Regions from separate parts of the Anser cygnoides genome. Here region 2 is linked to region 1. Evidence: chromatin contacts called from public Hi-C data. All regions are on one chromosome and are shown on one strand. The core of a region is the stretch at or near the end of the contact, and the rest is flanking DNA. Distances in the headings are between cores, read along the strand shown. Region 1 holds the start of NPHP3 (nephrocystin 3). Region 2 overlaps TMEM108 (transmembrane protein 108).

The links. A called contact is a pair of places that touch in the nucleus more often than the background predicts.
Region 2: a contact with region 1 is called in a Hi-C map of liver, with 2.1 times the contacts expected there. The contact joins the enhancer-like site here to the promoter of NPHP3 in region 1. A contact is called at or near these places in 4 of 7 Hi-C or Micro-C datasets (granulosa cells and liver).

What each region holds. Positions count from the first base shown.
Region 1 is chr2:46,307,072-46,310,017 of Taihu_goose_T2T_genome, forward strand. It overlaps NPHP3 (nephrocystin 3), which reads right to left and starts at 1,527. Exons shown (of 27, transcript XM_048053030.2): 1 at 1,018-1,527; 2 at 552-677. The coding sequence starts at 1,365.
Region 2 is chr2:46,417,957-46,420,902 of Taihu_goose_T2T_genome, forward strand. The region is part of intron 2 of TMEM108 (transmembrane protein 108); the gene reads left to right. Among named protein-coding and RNA genes, the nearest start is that of TMEM108, 28 kb to the left of the region's middle. Within about 2 kb of position 1,490, at least 1 of the 3 cell types and tissues checked has open chromatin away from gene starts, as enhancers often do. A contact at or near this core is called in liver, where this site is marked.

The DNA.
Region 1 (2,946 bases), core at 277-2,776:
TCTGCAGCAAGGGAAAAGCATCAGCTTGGCCTTTCAAGTCATCCCCCAAAGAAGTGCAAAGGCTTTTCTCTTTAACTGGCTGTCATTTTTTTAGCAGTCAAAATAGATGTACCAATACACATCTCTTCAATGTAACCTAGTAGCCTTAAAATGCTAAATACAAATATATATTGAGAAATAATAAAATTGTGTTTATATGTTCCTTCAGCACGTGTCAGTCTGCGGCACACATTTTCCTGTCACTCTCAGGTACCAAAATTGCAAGAATCTGTGTTGAAATAACACAGGAATTTAGCTGAAAATGCATCACTGAGTATCCTCCTTTTAGTATGTAAAAGGTTGTTTTCTATTTTTTCTCTGTTTTATAGGGAAGTTTTAGTAAGATTATTTTGAAGAAAATAATCAGCCAAGACCATGATACTGCAATCTTTTTAAGATGGAAAGGTCCCCGTAAAAGCTGTTGGAAAGGAGTTCATTTGGGAATGTGACCAAGTAATATATTTATCTTTTTTTTTGATCATTTTCCCAGGGAAAGAAAAGTCAAGCCATACCTTAAACTGCCTTTTGACCTTGTCTCGATCATGTTCAAACGTTGCAGCTCTCTCCATGGCTTGGTATTTAGCTTCTAACGCGCATTCTTTCTCTCTGAGTATTTTCTGGTAAGTTTTCTGAAGTGCCTGAAAACATTTAACACACCGTTGTTTTTTTTTTTTTTTTTCTGAAAGAGCAGAATAGCCAATAAAAGCCTCAGCTTGTCAAAAACATTCCCGATCAGGACAGCGCCAACCCAGCACCCTACAACTCTCCCTGCTGCAGAGGAGATGCAGCGCTCGGCCCCGTCCCTAGAGGCGCACCTTGGCCACACCTTGACAGCTCACCAGGGTGGCGTGGGGACATATGCCACTTCCCCAGCACCCTGCCTTCCTCGGGAAGGAAAAACCACCGCGCTCCTCGCCTCCCCGCCACAGCTCTCCCGTGAAGCGGGGCGAGTGGTCCGAGGGGGCGGCGGGGGGCTACCTGCAGCTCGGCGCGCAGCCGCTTGTTCTCCCTGTCCAGCTTGGCCTCCTTCTTCACCATGGAGGCCACCTCGTTGTTCTTGCTGACGCGGAAGATCTCGTACTCCTTCTTCAGGCGCTCGTACTCGGCCACGCACTCCAGCTCCTGCACCGAGGCGGTCGACTTGAAGCTGGCCCCGATCAGGCCGCCGGGCCGCGAGGCCCCGACGCGCCGCAGGGAGCCGCGCAGCAGCCGGGCCTTGGGCTTCACCTCCACCGGGATCTCGCAGGCCTCGCCGCCGCCGTACGTGTCCTCGATCACCTCCCCGACCCCGCCCGCCGGGCTCACCAGCGACGACGCCGTCCCCATGGATAACCCCCTGGGTTAACCCGGGGAGGGGTTAACACCGAGGGGAGGAGGAGGCGCCGTTCCCGGAGGCGGCTGCTCCCTGCCCCAGCAGCGGCCCCCTGCCCCTCACCGCTCCCCCGGCCCCGCCGAGCCGCGGAGCCCGCCCAGCCCCGGGGCCATGGCTGGCTCCTGGCGGCGGCCGGAGGAAGGGAGGGCGGGAGGAAGCCGCTGCAAGGGCCGCCTCCCTCTTTCTCTCCCTCCTTCCCGTCCCGTCCCGTTCCATCCTGTCCCGTCCCGTCCCGTCCCGATCCGCGGCGGGGGGGGGCGGCTGGCGGTGGTATGGGCAGGGAACGGGAAGCTCTGAGGAAATGTGGGTTATTTTCAGGTTTTGCCTCAAAATAAAGGAGCTAAGCTGAAATCTAACGCCGGGAGGGCGTGTGGATCATGGGAAAGGAGGGCTCGAAAGGCATATCTCCGACGATGTTCACAAGGAGCAGGGTGCAGGAGGGGTGCCTGCTGTGCCCCGGGCACGGCAAGCCCTCCCGGTCGCCCTGCCGCCATTTTAGCGTTCCTCGGGCAAGCCTCACGTCCCCCCGAAGCCGCCAGGCCCTGCCGAAAAGCCAGCGAAAGTTTTCCATTTTCTCTCCAAAGTATGCCACCTCACGGGGTCTGTCACTGGCCTTGAAAGCCACACAATGCACCGAGATGATATACAGGTTTATAAGGCTCCAATCTCCTCAGCCAAATGCACGCATACAGGTTGTGACCCGAGCTTTTATGAGGCTGAGACCCTGTGGGGAACTCTCTCTCACCACCTTAAAATACTGACCCTTGAGAGCATTTAGTATCCTCTGAATAAAAAGAAATGAGAATTGATGGTACTGCGTTTACCAAGAAGCAAGTGCTAGGTAATGACATACCACACTTCGGCTCAGTGTTTGTGTATTGCGCAGCTTCCATAGCTCAGTTTAAACTTTTTAATTCTCCATTTGATAATCTTCCCTTTTAGGAATAAGGCAGTTGTAGATTACATGCCTTTTAGATTATCCTCTGACATGGTGTGTTTGATAGCTAGTTTTAAAAATGAAATGCGTTCTCTGTCCCCTGAAAATTAAATGTTGTATGCTGAAGGCAGGGTTATGTACCTCTTCAAAAGCTTTGGTTCCTTCGACCATCATGGGTATTTCAGAGAAACAGATCCATGAAACTCAGGAGAATGTCAGTTTGTTCCCACATCTCAGAACCTGTTTTACTGTCAGCATGAAAACCAAAAATATAGCTACTTTAAAGCGATTTTTTCCTCGCATATGTGCCAGGTTTGTTAGACATGACCAATTTTAATACCAATCTTTTTTTTTTCTTAAAGAATCATAGAAGCATTAAGGTTGAAAAAGACCTCCAAGATCATCTGGTCCAACCATCCTCTTACCACCAATATCACCCACTAAACTATGTCCCTAAGCACCGTCTCCAACCTTTCCTTAAACATCCCCAGGGACGGTGATGCCACCACCTCCCTGGGCAACCCATTCCAATGCCTGACTGCTCTTTCTGAGAGGAAATGTCTCCTCATTTCCAACCTGAACCTCCCCTGGAGCAATG
Region 2 (2,946 bases), core at 240-2,739, 110 kb after region 1:
GAAGTGTTGACCTAAAGCCTTGCTTGTGTTTCCGCTTGTATACCCTGGCAGTAGAGTAGCTGTTGTCACTGCTGCATGAGTAACAAAGGCATCCTATTACCATCTGTCATGTCATACTTATAATTTTCCAGATCCAGCCATGGCCCTCCTGGTGCAACTGACTTAGAATCATGATTGACATTAATAGCTATTCTTAAAAGTCAAAAACCGGGCTTTATTTCTGACAAGGGGGGCACGTTTGATTGATAGTGAACTCATTACAATCATTTACTAGAGTCCGGCAGTCCTGATGCCGTGATGTTTATGACAGCTGTGCTTCAGCACGCACGCTTACAGCCGCACTCTGGCTGCTCCAAAGCTTGGAACTTAATGCTGTGGGTTTGGGGGGCAGAGAGGAGAAAGAGAAGGGAAGAGGCACCTGTAGAAAGTAAACACACTTTCTAGACATCACTTGTCTTTTCACAGAGTGGGGGAACATATTTATGTTGTAAATCTTGTGCTTTGACTTTAGCCATTTGTTTTGCTCACGTTGATGCAAACTTCTTGAAGCTGCAGCACGCTGGTGGTGAAATGCACGAGGAGCGGAGACTCTGCCTGTTAAAAAAATCCAAAAATGCTCTGCAATGGTATTAAATCCCTAGCCTGTGCGAAAGGTTCATTACATGCTTGAGAAAAGCAGACTTTTCAATTAGCCTTACTTTTGTCATTCATGCTTGGTTACTTTTTGTTTAATGTACAGTAAATAGTCATGAGAGATAGAGCCAAATAGTTTCAATTCAACTTTGTAACTAAGCTAGAAATAAAATGCTGTTGGGGAAAAAAAAATGGCAAATTCAGACTTGTATGAACTAACTTGGCAAGAGTAAATATTACACTAGCTGTAGTTGCATTGATTACAAGAAAAAGAAGGGATGGCTGTGAATGAAGTCCAAAGGACAACAGCTGTGGCCTGAAAAATCAATATATTAGAATAAATTGTGTAAAATGCCAGCTGAAGTTGAAAAGCATGTTCTGTTGAGAAAATCAGTAAAAGTAGGTATTGGACTGCAGAACCTTTCTCCTCAGGAGTTCTCCTTCAGTAAATTTTTAATGAATTGTGAACAATACTCTGAAATCTAAAGGAAATTTTGAAGATTTTATCTTTTTGACGGCAAAAAAAAAAAAAGACTTTTCAAGTACTCAAAGTGCAGGGCAACTTTAAGTGATTACACAACTAGAAGTTTTTCTGTGCAGCGTTAAGGAGGTTTTTTAATGGTCATGAGCCTGTTCCTGATCCTTATAACAAGTTTTTAAAGCATCCCTACCCAGCATGCAGCCTCATTTATATAGGATTGTGAGTTTGCAGGGCTGGACTGACAGCAAAGTAAACCAGAGCTCTAATCTTCACCATGAGAGCTGTGAAATAAATAAAAACAGTAAAGACTAGGGCTCAGAAATTCTGCATAAGTAAATAATGGGATAAAAATTAACTTTGTGCAGTGTCAGAGGCAATTTTGACTCTACATCAACTGTCATATCTTTTAATGAAACACCTTACAAAGATGCAAGTTTATTGCATAGTTTGTGAAAACAGCAAGCTGTGAGTGGTATAAGTACTTGTAAGTCTATAGGAACATGCTGTATGAGTAGCAATGACTAATCTGCTTATATCCAGTGCCACTTGTTATATAAATCAAGGCTTTAAATGAGGCATTTGTCATTACAGCCCTCTGTCAAAAGATGAGACAGGATGTGTTGGTCCTGCAGTTTCTGGGAGCACAAGTATCAGCTGACAAACACATGAGGTTTTCTGGCAAAAATGCACTCGTGCCTATGGGAAAACAAAAACTCCCTCTTGAATAAAGACTCTGGATTGTGGTGCCTACAAACAGGTAGCACAACTATCAGGATGCACAGCCAAACTGTTGTTTTTGTACGTAATAAAGTGTTTTTTGTCATTGTTGTAACAAAAGCACGAACATTTCTGTAGGTGTTTGTTGGACATGCTTGTGCAAACCTGATCTTTCAGTCAGCCTCATTGATTAAGGTTGCATTTTCATTTTCACTAAAACTAGAGTTTACTTTGCATGAATATCACTGAAGAAAGAATGTAACATATATTCAGGCCCATCAATTTTTGTCCCTCTTTTATATTACTGATTCTATATGTCTTCTAAAGCAACCTTCCTTTGTTGAGCTGACTTAGCAAAGTGCTCTAACAGCTCTGTAGCATTTATGGTCTGAATGCAAGGTTGAAATGCAAAGAATATGTCTGCTTTAATACTACCAGTCGGAAGCAGAGAAGAGAACATAATTCTTCTCACTCTCAACATAACTCAGTGCTCCCAGCTCTTGGGAATAGTGTTTAAAAAAAAAAATCCTCAATTTGTAAATGATTTATAATCTGACTAGTTTTTATTTTAGACCCATGGCATGGTAAGATATGCAACCAGGATGTAAAGATGATCATGTTTGGGAGAAAAAAATAAGTGGAAATAGCTGGGGCAAAAACGTTTAAAGAGTTCTGTACACAGTGCAGATTTTTTAAGCATGACAGTGCTTTCTGTAAAATCGGTAATGAAAGTCTTATCTTTTTTATGTTCATATATATTAAAAAGCTGAAAATCAAGATACAGGGAAGCAAATAATTTTGATCGTTGCTCTTTTTTTTTATTTATCTATTAAAAAAAAAACCTACCTAAGCTATCTGAGTGTTAGTTATGCCTTGCATTATTCTCTATAGCTGTGGGTTATGTTGGACAAGGCTTCCATAATTATAACTAAAAGCAAAAAAAAAAAAATTCAGTTGCCAGTTGAAGGTTTCCCACTCAATAACGTGTACATGCCAGCATGAGTAGACCTGTGGTGGCAGCGCTGGGGTCATGGAGGTGGTGGTTTGCAGATCCATGGGACTTTGTGAATTGCTTCTACATGGTTCTACAGCAGAGATCACAGTCAAGTAAGTTT